Regions from separate parts of the Mus musculus genome. Here regions 2 and 3 are each linked to region 1. The links are chromatin contacts, called in public ChIA-PET and promoter capture Hi-C maps. All regions are on one chromosome and are shown on one strand. Each heading gives the region's core, a stretch centred on a gene start, on an enhancer-like site or on the middle of the called end of the contact. The rest is flanking DNA. Distances are from core to core; before and after follow the strand shown.

Evidence for each region. Promoter capture Hi-C pulls out the DNA fragments that hold promoters and counts their contacts. ChIA-PET counts read pairs in DNA pulled down with a chosen protein or histone mark.
Region 2: a Ronin ChIA-PET map of embryonic stem cells shows a contact between it and region 1, with 16 read pairs. The contact joins the promoter of Fyco1 here to the promoter of Azi2 in region 1. A contact is called at or near these places in 1 of 39 promoter capture datasets (cranial neural crest), 2 of 484 Hi-C or Micro-C datasets (both in liver) and 1 of 115 datasets of contacts at active chromatin or transcription factors (embryonic stem cells).
Region 3: a contact with region 1 is called in a promoter capture Hi-C map of pre-B cells, with 2.6 times the contacts expected there. The contact joins the promoter of Mlh1 here to the promoter of Azi2 in region 1. A contact is called at or near these places in 1 of 39 promoter capture datasets (pre-B cells) and 1 of 484 Hi-C or Micro-C datasets (rod photoreceptor).

Annotation. Positions count from the first base shown.
Region 1 is chr9:118,039,155-118,043,281 of GRCm38.p6, forward strand. Azi2 (5-azacytidine induced gene 2) reads left to right here and starts at 1,368. Exons shown (of 8, transcript NM_013727.4): 1 at 1,368-1,804. It overlaps Zcwpw2 (zinc finger, CW type with PWWP domain 2), which reads right to left and starts at 1,705. Exons shown (of 9, transcript NM_001378466.1): 1 at 1,065-1,705.
Region 2 is chr9:123,850,045-123,854,176 of GRCm38.p6, forward strand. It overlaps Fyco1 (FYVE and coiled-coil domain containing 1), which reads right to left and starts at 1,855. Exons shown (of 18, transcript NM_001110253.2): 1 at 1,737-1,855. It overlaps Xcr1 (chemokine (C motif) receptor 1), which reads right to left. Exons shown (of 2, transcript NM_011798.4): 2 at 2,271-4,132. It overlaps Gm51700 (a long non-coding RNA gene), which reads left to right. Exons shown (of 2, transcript XR_003948283.1): 1 at 1-957; 2 at 1,187-1,919.
Region 3 is chr9:111,270,265-111,273,971 of GRCm38.p6, forward strand. Mlh1 (mutL homolog 1) reads right to left here and starts at 1,344. Exons shown (of 19, transcript NM_026810.2): 1 at 1,145-1,344. The coding sequence starts at 1,260. It overlaps Epm2aip1 (EPM2A (laforin) interacting protein 1), which reads left to right and starts at 1,581. Exons shown (of 1, transcript NM_175266.4): 1 at 1,581-3,707. The coding sequence starts at 1,697. The coding sequence ends at 3,517.

The DNA of each region.
Region 1 (4,127 bases), core at 118-2,617:
ATGCCAGCAAAGCATAACACACATTAAAAACAATGAAAAACAAAAAGGTTTTCATTGCTCAAACAAGGTATTATCAAAATAATACCTGTACTAACCCTAAAAATAAATATTTGCCCCTAAGAGAGCTGAGCCATAGTCGTAACTTATATCAAGGTCCATATTTTTTGATTGTTCAAAACCAAATATACTCCAGTGAAAAAATTATCTACCCATAGGCAAAAACTATATACTCAAAAACCTTCCACAGAACACTGACAGAATTTAAGTTTTCAGTTGACAAAATAATATAGTGCCAAGAAACATGAGCGTTCTTAGTTGTCAATAAATAAATATTAACTATAACTATGACTCTCACATTACTTAACCAGAAATAATCTAGAACTTGTGCTCCTTTTTCTGTCTGTGACCCCCTAAGATTGCAATTAATTTGTCTATGCCTCACCATACAGTTCAATGTTCTAGCATGCACAAGGCTTCGGGTTCAACCTCCAGCACCGCATTGCTTGGTAATGTATAAACCCAAAACCTTGGAGTCAGAAGCAGGAGGTCAGAGAAAAAAAAATTCAAGACTTTGAGGGTAGCCTGGGCTACTTGAGGCCCTGCCGCAAATTTAAAATTAAAAAACAAACGTACAAAAATATGAAGATTTAACAAACTACAGACAGAGAGAATTATAGATGACTAAAATTCTTCACCCGGTGGTGGAAACAAGTGTGTTTGTGGCCATTCTGGGATGCATAAGACTCTGCCTCAAAAAACAAACAAACAAACAAACAAACAAACCCGGAGGATTATCACCTAGAAATAACCGAGAGAGGAGACAACTCTAAGAGCCAGAACAAGTCAAGAGTTGGCCATGGGCTCCTTTTCTCCTGCTACACAGAAGAGCATCCCGGAACCCCCATGAAGTCAGTGAGCGACCTTGCTTCAAAAGATACCCAAGGAGACCGCCACGCGACCCGAAACACGGGGCCTGCGTGGATTCCAGGGGCCCCAGACACGCATCAGCTCTCGGGTTAGCACCACGGTGACAGGCGCCTCTGAGCTGAGCAGCACGGACCCACCTCACGGAATCCCAGTTGCCGCTGAGTGGAAAGGACGCGCTAGAGGGCGCCCTGAACGCGCGCCTCAGCCCAACAGCAGCCAGCCTGCGACGCTGTCTCAGCTCCACTCCGCCTCCCCGCGGCTGGGCGCGACACCTCACCCGCCGCGGGGACCACTGGGACTGGTAGTACGTACGCCCCGCCGCGGAGGCTCACGGGACTCGTAGTGCGCCTCTGCCCTACCGCAGAGGCTCATGGGACCTGTAGTACGCCCCGCCCCGCTAGAGCGCCACTTAGCGGCACCCTATATAGTCTTCAGGTCCGGCTTCCGGTTTCGTCGCGCTGCGCTGGCACCCAGCCTGTGCGCAGCGGCGACACCTTTGTGGGCGGCGGGGCGTTCGTAGACCCTTCTAGAACCCTCTAGGCCTCGCCGCCCCTGAGCGGGGCAGCGGGCGCCGGCGACCCCGGAGTTGACGCGCGTGCTGCTGGGTAACGGGCCTGTTCCGGCGGCCCCGGGCCGCCCCTGCTCGGTTCCTCTGTGACCTCCAGGGCCCCTGACTGCGGGAGCCGCGGCGGAAGACATGGGACTCCCTCGGTGCACCTGTGACGGCCACCTTGACGGGGGAAGCGGTGGCGTCTTCGAGGAAACCGGAAGCCCGTGGTGACCCCTGGCGACCCGGTTTGTTTTCAGCCGGCTTCCAAACACTGGGGAAGCGAAACCCGGTGGCCTTGGGGACCGCCCTACGTAGCCAGGGTTCAGGGTGAGTGGATCGCTCGCGCTCGCCCGGACGGTGGAGACAGCCAGGAGGGGCCTGGTGGCTGTCGCCTGGCCAGACGCACTTCGCTTTCTGTCCCCGGCGCCCTTCTGCTGTTCAGAGCGGCCCAGTCTAGCATCCCTGGTCCCTGCCATCCCACAGCCCCGCTTCCACGGGCTTTTTTTTTTTTTTTTTTTTTTTTTTTTTGCCTTCCCGCTCGGGGATTGCTCAAGTTCGGTCCGTGCTCTTGACTCGCTGGGAACGCTTTCAGTTTTATTTCCTGCACTGGGGTGGCATTTATATCGGAGAGGGAAAGAGGGACGTGGGTAGTGCCGGTGGCGTCTGGGAGTGACCATCAGTCTAACTTGCATGTTTCAGTCCCGTTTTCCGGCTGGGTTGCAAGGCAGGCTAACAGTGGTCCTCCTCGCAAGGAACTCGGAATACTCAGAAAGAGAGATAAAATACCCATGGAAGCTACTAGAAATCAGAAATACCATGTGATGATCAAAAACATTGACATACTGAGACTGAAATTGACCTCTAATCCTTAAGTACAGAAGAGCCACCCCACCCCCGTTTGAATTTTAAGTTGGATTGAACAAAATCTTAAAACAGTTTCATTTCTAGTTCTCAAAAAATGTTCTCCTTACCCTGTCTGTAGTGATCACTCCATCGTCTTAAATGGAAAACAATTGGAATTATTCGCTGAATGGCTACAGAGTGTTGAATGCTCTAGGTTTGTAAATGGACGTTTTCATGTAAATGCGAGAGATTCATTGATGTCTAAAAGGCAGCTTGCTGTCGTGGGAATGCCAGTGGATTAGATGGATAGCCCAGATGTGTAAGCATCGAGTTTTCCACTTCCTCTCTTGAGGAGAAGGCTGCTTACTCTGACTTTCTCCTTCCCCCTTTTCTGAAGTCCAGGGCTTGCTTACCCTCCAAGGCACCCAGTTATAATTTCTAAGAGCTAGGCTGGCTCTGAAGTTGACAACTTAATTTGTATGTTTAATTACTTCATCTGTAAATTGAAGAGTGCTTACCCATCTTAGTGCTTTTTTACATTGATTTAATGAATTCTTAAGAACAAGTCAGGGGGTGGTAGCACATGCTTTTTTAATAATCCCAGCACTGGGGAGTCTTGAGTTGCAGTCTAGCCAGTGCTACAAAGTGAGACATCTTCAAGAAAAAAAAAAGGGGGGGGGGGGGGAGCACAGTTTCTAGCATATAAGTGCCTCTAGCAGAAGTGCTTCGGTAATGGTACCAGAGCATGCCATGCTTACTGAGGGAAATAATATGATTTTTAAAAAAAGCTGAATAGGATGAATATAACTTTAATGCCACATTCTGAATTGAAGTTGTTTTATTGTCAGGAAATAATTATTAACAGCATTTATGTAGGTGTTTAGTTGCATTGAAATACATTATTTTAGATAAGGAGTGGAAAGAAGGCTGCCCTTGGATTGCTTGGCCGTAAAAACTAATCTCTGGGCTTACTGCATTCAGTGAGTCAGGATCATAAAAATGAAAGCTGCCATTTTTCATATTATATATCTGATATTGTTTTTGGACACTTAATAAACTGCAAAGCATTAAGCTACTAAGGCACATATGTTTAAGTGCTGGCGTCATTAAAAAGGGGCACTTCAGAATCCCTCTTAGAGAAGCAAAAGCCATTCCTGCCCCTAATTATTTAAAGTGACAAAAGAAAAGGAATATCTTGTAATTTATTCGTTCTCCGTAAGATTTGTTCTTTTTTTCTCCACTGTTTCTTAACTGACCCGTATGAAGTAGGTTCTTGGATATCCTGGCTTTTCAGAGATAGAAAGCCAGTGGAAATTGTAAACAAGACTCACTTCAGGGAGTGCCCAGGTGTGATTACAGACAAACGCATTCACTTTTCTAAGCCTCCGTTTCCTCACCTGTGCTGTTGATGGTGACTTTCTTGCCAAGTTTGGTGTCAAGATAAGGAATTTAACTTACCAGTTTCTGGCACAACTTGAGTTTCCTTTTATCTCTTCGGGTTCCTGTTCTGCATTTGGATTAAAAATTTGCCTACACGGTTCAAGGAGATGATGTCTTAATGATACAATCCAACTCTGTCATACATAGGTATAAAAATTAAGATCCTAAGAGCTGAAGTGAAGTAGTGTATAATCAGGGTGACAAATCATAGACTAGAATTTGAGTTTCTGAATTGTAGGCCATTGTACCACAGACATGTGCTTTGTCTAGATTCTCACTGGGAACAGTTATAGTCACAACGTTCATAGTATTTCGTAAATAACCTTGATTTGACCTCATCACTAGGTCCAACTGGCACGCCCATCTG
Region 2 (4,132 bases), core at 605-3,104, 5.8 Mb after region 1:
CATGGTCACAAACAACTGGCCTCTGCTTACAGGTACCTCTAAGGTTAAAAACCTTAGTTATAACCCTTTCTGCTGCCTGGGAGATGCTTGTAGTGAATGTGGCCTCTAACTCTTGGGTTCCCAGTGGTTCCTGGCATGAGATCATAGGTAGTCAACACACTTCCTCTAGCTCACACTGCTACACCAGTCTTGAGTTTTATCTTGTTTTTGGAATCTCCAGAAATCAGAGGTGACCTGTCAGCTAACCATTCCCTGCAAAGGGAAGCTAGGACTAAGGACTGACACTTCTTGAGTACTCTGTGTTCTGGAGGCAGCAGGCCTCCAGCCTCAAGGACTAACATAAAACAAGACCACCAGATGTTTGTTATTGATGATTTTGCTATTACAAGTGGTGTCTTTTATCTCACTTCAAAGGACTGGGCTAAACACTTGGCACTTAGCCATGCTGGCTAAGGGGCAAAGGAACCTGAGACCATTTCCAAGTTCTAAACCAATTACAAAAATAAAGTAAAATATTAAGAACACACACACACACACACACACACACACACACACACGGTACTGCAGGACTCTGTATACGTTATCTATTTTCTTAATAAAATAAACAATTTTCAAGAAGTGATACACAAATATGAACATTAAACAAACAGATAAATTCTGTCTCCTAAAGCTATAGTTTTTTTTGTTTTTGTTTTTGTTTTTTTCAGATCCTTTTAGGTAAAGGAGGCTGACAGTCAGCCCTGGGCTGATTTCCAGGATAACAATCCTGGCCCATAATCAGTATTCTGCATTTCAACACAGCAGAACTGGTTGTCATAGACCGAGAGTGTCGGGGCAGCCAGGAGGTTGCAAAACTAAAAGTAGAAACCCACAGCTCCCTTCCCCCAACCCAGCAACAGCAGCAAGCAGATGGCAGAGGAATTAACCTGCTTCAGACCACCATTGCTGAGAGAGGCTGTAAGTAGATTAAGTCCTGAGCCTCTGCCCCATTTCTGTCTGGAAAGGAAACCACCTGTGTTAAGTCAAACAATCATAGGGACAGAAAGAAACAAGTGCTGTTTTTTCTGCAGGAGACAGCCCAGCCGTGGGAACTTTGCAGAGTGACACAGAGAATCATAGCATTAATAGGAAGCTACTTGACTTGGCTTAAGTGTCAACTACATGTTCTCTTCTTTTATGCAAATAGGATGTCGCTCCGCCCTGCCCCCCATCCGCAGCCCAAGCCTGGGTGCCAACAGGACAAGCTACCACACCAGATACATTCAGTCGTCCTACAGGTGTTTCCAGAAACTTGACCGCAGAGCCCCCTTGAACTATCTGAGCATAAGGGCAGCGGGTCAGGTCAGCGAAGATACAAAAGGAACAAACTGTGTCTCCTGGACCGAAGGGGCGTCAGGAGTCCTGCAGAGAGGAGGGTTTGGCTTTCTGGGGATCAAGTCCCAGTGCCCGCGAGAACTTCGGGGTTTGGCTGCTGTGCCAGGGGTTCGGGGAGAGCTGCCGAAGCTCCGCCTCACAGGGCGGCCCCCTTCTGCCGGCTCCGATCTTGGAACAGTGTTGAGGGTCTTTCTACGACCCCGCAGACAGCCTGCGTATTGGAGCTAACCTCTCTGGAGAGAGGGTTCTCCCGAGGCGCCCTGTGTGGGAGGGGACGACCCACGCCCCCACGAAGCTTCCGCGCCGACGTCCAGAAAGGCCCCAGTGTCCCCGATGCCTGTCCGGGCGCCTGCGGCACTTACACGCTCGTGGGTCCTCCGCTGGGCAGAAACGAAACTTTCTAGGGCCGAGCGGAAGAGTAGGCGAGCACAGAGCCGACTGCCATGAAGCGCCCAGTAGCCCCAGAGCGCGCGCGGACTACAACTCCCGGCATGCCTCACGGATGGCCTACAACTCCCGGCATGCTTCACGGATGGCCTACAACTCCCGGCATGCTTCACGGATGGCCTACAACTCCCGGCATGCTTCACGGATGGCCTACAACTCCCGGCATGCTTCACGGATGGCCTACAACTCCCATCGGGTGCAACTGGACGGTGGACGCTAACTACGACTCCCGGCATGTCTCACGGCAGACGTCACTTCCTGAAACTCGAACAAGCTTCGGATACCCGGAAGTCGTGTGTAGAATCCTGAACGAGTGCTGTTTACTGTTGTTAAGCTCATGCATTGTGACCGATTGGCTTTGAACTGTGCATGAGCTGTAAATATAAAATAATGTGCCCGATTCCGAAACCCCCCAAACAATCTGAGAATAATCTCATTAGTATTTTTGTACTATTACGTTTTATTTATGAAGCTAAAAAAAAATGAACTTAGTATGTACTGCTGGACCTAAGTTCTCAGTTTTTGTTTCCCCCTCATTAACAGACACTTAAAAAACAGTGTTTGAAAATATGTGCTAAAGAACTACCATGCTTAGCTTCCTCAGTCCCGTGTTTGCTTGTTGCTGAGTTGCAAAGCACCCTGAAGCCTGGTGCAATAGAACACTGCATTCCAAGTCCAGTATGGATGAACATGCTAAAGACAGGGGACAGTACATAGGAATGTCAGCCCATGATTAGGTTCGCTTCTTAGCTCTGGCTGGCTCCTCACACTGCCTTATTTTCATCATGTTAGCTAGAAATGCTTGTGTACCTTACAGGACTTAGCTAATAGTGGCATCTGCCAGACTTCAGCATTCCAGGTTCTCAGGATAAATTCATACAGGAAGGAAAAGAAATCTTTTAAGTTAATTTCATATTTTATACTGGAGGTATATGAGACAACATATTAACTTGATGGAGTTGTCAGTTTGTGGATGAGGATAAAAAAAACCTCACGAAGAGAAATGATTCCCCTTTCTGTTAACAAAGGAAAACAAAAAAAAGGGAAGAAGTGGGAGGAAATGACATCAGAAATAAAGATTTATCAATAGAGTGAACTAAGAAAAACTTGCTCTGACTACAGCCTGAACAGCTTTGGGATGTTAAGATTGAGAGTGTGAGGCATGTGGAAGACAACCTTGTGAAGGAATATGTGGGGTGGAGAGCACTGTGCCACAGAGTCCTGATCTGCTGTACATGGTGTCAGATCTAAGATGGCTCCCGGGACACCAGTGAGACAGCAAAAAGGAACTAAGGTCAAGACAGTGGCTGCTTCTGAGTCTTCACAAAAGTCCCTACAGGTGACAATGCTCGCCACACCCCTTCTCTCTGAGTTACCTCATCAGTCACAGCTTTTATTGGGATATGGTGAGATGTAGTAAGTTATGCTTGGCCAAGGATTTAGGGGCTTGGGATTGGCTCAAATACTGTATATAAGCTTATGTGCTTGGCAATAAATGCAGATCTGCACACTGATACTGATCTCTGGAGCTTTATTTACCAGGAGTTGTCACGTGACTCTGTCGCCTCTAAATGCCCATCCTCAGTCCTGTTCCCACAAAAGGGATTTCAAACACCCTTGTTTGAAACTTAGATCCCAAATAAATTTACAGAGAAGAGGAAGACAGGTCTCAAGCAATCATGGGTTATTTAAGGGCAATGATGTATTTTGAGAATTTCATAGACAATTCATCTGGAGTATAGTTAGATAAATTAAGATGACTATGACATCACTAGATGATTTAGTCTTAAGGGAGCACAGTGATATGTGGTCCAACATTGACCAAAATATTGTGCAGTAGATTATTGTATATATTAAAAACCTAATATGTCATACCCTAACCAAAAGCCTATATAATGTTATGTTTAAAACTCAACACAGCTCTGTGCTATAGGTAGGGTTCATTTCTGAACTTCAAAGATGAAATTGAGGCTTTTAGAAGAAAAGGAATTTCAAGCCCACCTGGCTAATGGGCAGAGATATAAACTAGGATGAAGTGTAAGGTGCCCGAGGGATCTCTAACCGACACATTGTAAGATATATGAAATGTTCATCTTCGTGTACAAAGGAAAGGAGGCCAGAAGAGGGCAATGGATTCCCTTGGAACTGCAGTTAAAATGGTTGGGAGATACCATGTGGGCTTTGGGAACTGAATTTAGGCCCTCTGGAGGAGTAGCCAGTGCTCTTAACTGCTGAGCCATCCCTCTATCCACTTGAAAGTTACTTCTTCTGGGTAATCCATAACTATTTTATGTCTTTTAATTTTTTCATT
Region 3 (3,707 bases), core at 94-2,593, 6.8 Mb before region 1:
TGCGTTGCTATGCTACTTTTAAGCTTAGTTTTTTATTGTAGGTGATTCAGGCATAGTACAATTAAGTGAACAAGTTCTCCAGGTCATCCTAACACAGTAAAAGCAAAACCTATCCTAGGGCAGCCTATTGACACCAAATCAAATGTCCGAGGGCTCCCTGCTCCTTCCTCTGGTTATCTCTTCAGTTTCCTTTCCTCCCTGTGGCAGTGGTTCTCAACCTTCTTAAAACTGGGACCCATTGTTACATTGTGGTGACTCTTAACTATAAAATTATTTTGTTGCTACTTCATAACTGCAATTTTGCTATTGCTCTGAATTGTAATGTAAATATCAGAATTTCACGATGGTCTTAGGTGACTCCTGCATAAAGGTCTTTGGACCCCAAAGAGGGCCTGAGGTCATTTATCTCAGTGTCATCGTTCTGAATGCTTTGTCTTTTCAGTGCACTTCTGAACATTTGTCTTCTTTGGCTTTCACAACCATCAACTGATATTAACACAAAGTCCTTATGTACACAGTGTCCTTTTTGAACTTATTTGGTGGTGTGTCTACTTTGGGGTATACTATTCACTGTGCCTATTAAAGGTTAAACAGTACACGTTTAACTTCTCCCCTCCACAACCTGACGGGTCTAAGTCTCAGATGCAGGTCTAAGTCTCAGACTAGGGTCACTCACTAATTTGACAAGAGGAGAGTCAGAAAAAAAGCCCCATGTCCTGATACGTCTGAATAAAACTCAGAAGAAACTGTGCCTTGGATGTGTAGGGATTATTCCGGGAATGAATGATAAACCTAAAATGGCACACTCTGAAGACTGTTTCTCTTCCACCCTTACACATTCACACATCGTCAGCCGCGCATCTTCGTTGTATGTAACGTGGCGGCGAGCCGCATACTCCAGGAAGATACCATTAAACCAATACCACGCGTGCTTCCCCTACTTGCGACCCAAACAGGTCTCGCGCAAGTCGTGAGGACCTTCGGCCGTGTGCATAATGGGAAACCAGCCTGGCACGCGCAGGGTCCCTGTGCCCGATGCCCCCACGGTCCCCGTGCTCGGTGCCCCGCACGGTGGCCGACTGCAGCAGGTGGGTCGGCCCGCCCCGGCTCTCAGTCGGGGAACTCGGCTCCGCTCCCTCCGTACCAGTTTTCTATCATCTCTTTGATAGCATTGGCCGGCCGCTGAATGACTTCCCCCGCCGCTATGCGGTTCACTACCGTCTCGTCCAGACGCCGAATAACTCCTGCTACAAACGCCATATTGGCGCCCGAGTTCCCAGTCAGCCAATCACTCGAGCTCCTCACGCTCAAGTTCTTCCTTCAGCTTCGGCCGACTGCAGTCCTGCGCCGTCTTCCCAGCGGCAAGTGCTGATTGGGCAGCATGAATGCCAGTCAAGCGCTTTTACACGTCAGTTCCTGGGATCTCTGTCCCGCTCTAAACAGCGGCCCGACACCAGGCTAGAAGGCAACGCGCTTGCGCGTCAAAGTTCACGGTCCGCTCTTCCTATTGGCTCATTTCTGAGAGCTGAGGGAATACGAAATCTCCAGCCAATAGGAACGGAGGTGCCCTGGCGGAGGCTGGTGCACCCCTGCTCGGGTGATCTGGCGCAGAACCCAGGGGGTGCTTGGCGTTCGTCGGGCTCCTCCCCGTTTGCTGCGGCCTCAGAGCTCGGCGTTCTCCTGTGGCCTCCGCAGAATGTGGATGACGCCCAAGAGGATTAGGATGGAAGTCGACGAGGCTCTGGTGTTCCGGCCCGAGTGGACCCAGCGATACCTGGTGGTGGAGCCTGCGGAGGGTGACGGGGCCCTGTGCCTGGTGTGTCGCCGCCTGGTCGCCTCTACTCGGGAACGCGACGTGAGGCGCCACTACGAGGCCGAGCACGAATTCTACGAGCGGTTTGTAGGGGACGAGGAACGCGCGGCCCTGGTCGAGCGTCTGCGGCAGGGTGACATGTCTTTGGCCGCCGTGCTCACTCCGGAGGAGAGAGCGACCCGGGCAGGCCTCGGCCTCTGCCGCTTCTTGGCCTTGAAGGGTCGCGGCTGGGGTGAGGGTGACTTCGTACACCAGTGCATGGAGGTGTTGCTGAGAGAGGTGCTGCCGGATCACGTCGGCGTCCTGGAAGGCATTGACTTGTCTCCAGAGATCACACGGCAGAGGATTCTGAGCATTGACAGCAACCTCCGCAGCCAGCTGTTTAACCGAGCCAGGGACTTTAAGGCCTATTCCCTTGCTTTGGATGACCAGGCTTTTGTGGCCTATGAGAACTACCTGCTGGTCTTCATCCGTGGCGTCGGCCGCGACCTGGAGGTGCAAGAAGATCTTCTGACGATTATCAACCTGACTCATCACTTCAGTGTTGGGGCTCTCATGTCGGCAATTCTGGAAGCCCTGCAGACAGCAGGGCTCAGCTTACAGCGAATGGTTGGACTGACCACGACCCACACTTTAAGGATGATCGGCGAGAACTCCGGACTGGTCTCCTACATGAGAGAGAAGGCCGTGAGTCCCAACTGTTGGAACGTAATCCACTATTCGGGATTTCTTCACTTGGAACTGTTGAGTTCTTATGATGTTGATATTAATCAGATCATAAATACCATATCTGAATGGGTAGTTATGATTAAGACCAGAGGTGTTAGGCGACCGGAGTTTCAGCCTCTACTAACTGAGTCTGAGTCAGAGCATGGTGAAAGAGTTAACGGACGGTGTTTGAACAACTGGCTGAGAAGAGGCAAAACGTTAAAACTAATATTTTCACTAAGAAAAGAAATCGAGGCGTTCTTGGTCTCAGTGGGGGCAACAACAGTTCATTTCTCAGACAAGCAGTGGCTTTGTGATTTTGGTTTCTTGGTAGATATTATGGACTATCTTCGAGAGATCAGTGAAGAACTGCAGATCAGTAAAGTCTTTGCTGCTGCTGCCTTTGAACGCATCTGCACCTTTGAGGGTAAGCTGAGTTCACTTCAGAGACATATGGAGGAAGTAAATCTAACAGACTTTCCTGCCTTCAGTATAATCGTTGATGAACTTAAACAGCAGTTTAAGGAAGATCAAAAAATATTTGATCCTGACAGGTATCAAATGGTGATCTCCCGCCTACAGAAAGATTTTGAGAGACATTTTAAGGACCTCAGGTTCATTAAAAAGGACTTAGAACTTTTCTCAAATCCATTTAGCTTTAAACCGGAATATGCGCCTATTTCTGTAAGAGTGGAGCTAACAAAACTTCAGGCCAACACTGACCTGTGGAATGAGTACAGAGTCAAAGACTTGGGACAGTTTTATGCAGGACTGTCTGGTGAAGCTTACCCAATTATCAAAGGGGTTGCCTATAAGGTGGCATCCTTATTTGATAGTAACCAGATCTGTGATAAGGCTTTTGCATATTTAACTCGAAACCAGCACACATTGAGCCAGCCACTGACGGATGAGCATCTCCAAGCACTGTTTCGAGTTGCCACAACTGAAATGGATCCTCGTTGGGATGATCTTGTGAGAGAAAGAAATGATTCGTAAGCCGTTGTGGTCCAAGAAGTTGATTTGAAAAGGGAAAATTAATTTGATTTTTCTTTCACATTTCCTCATTTGGATGGTTGGAAAGCATTGAACTTACTACAGATGTTCAAATTGATAAGCATTGAAATCTTTCTGACAAGTTGCCTTTCTCCATCTCATTTGGCAACATGGGACTGACTGAAGCATAAGA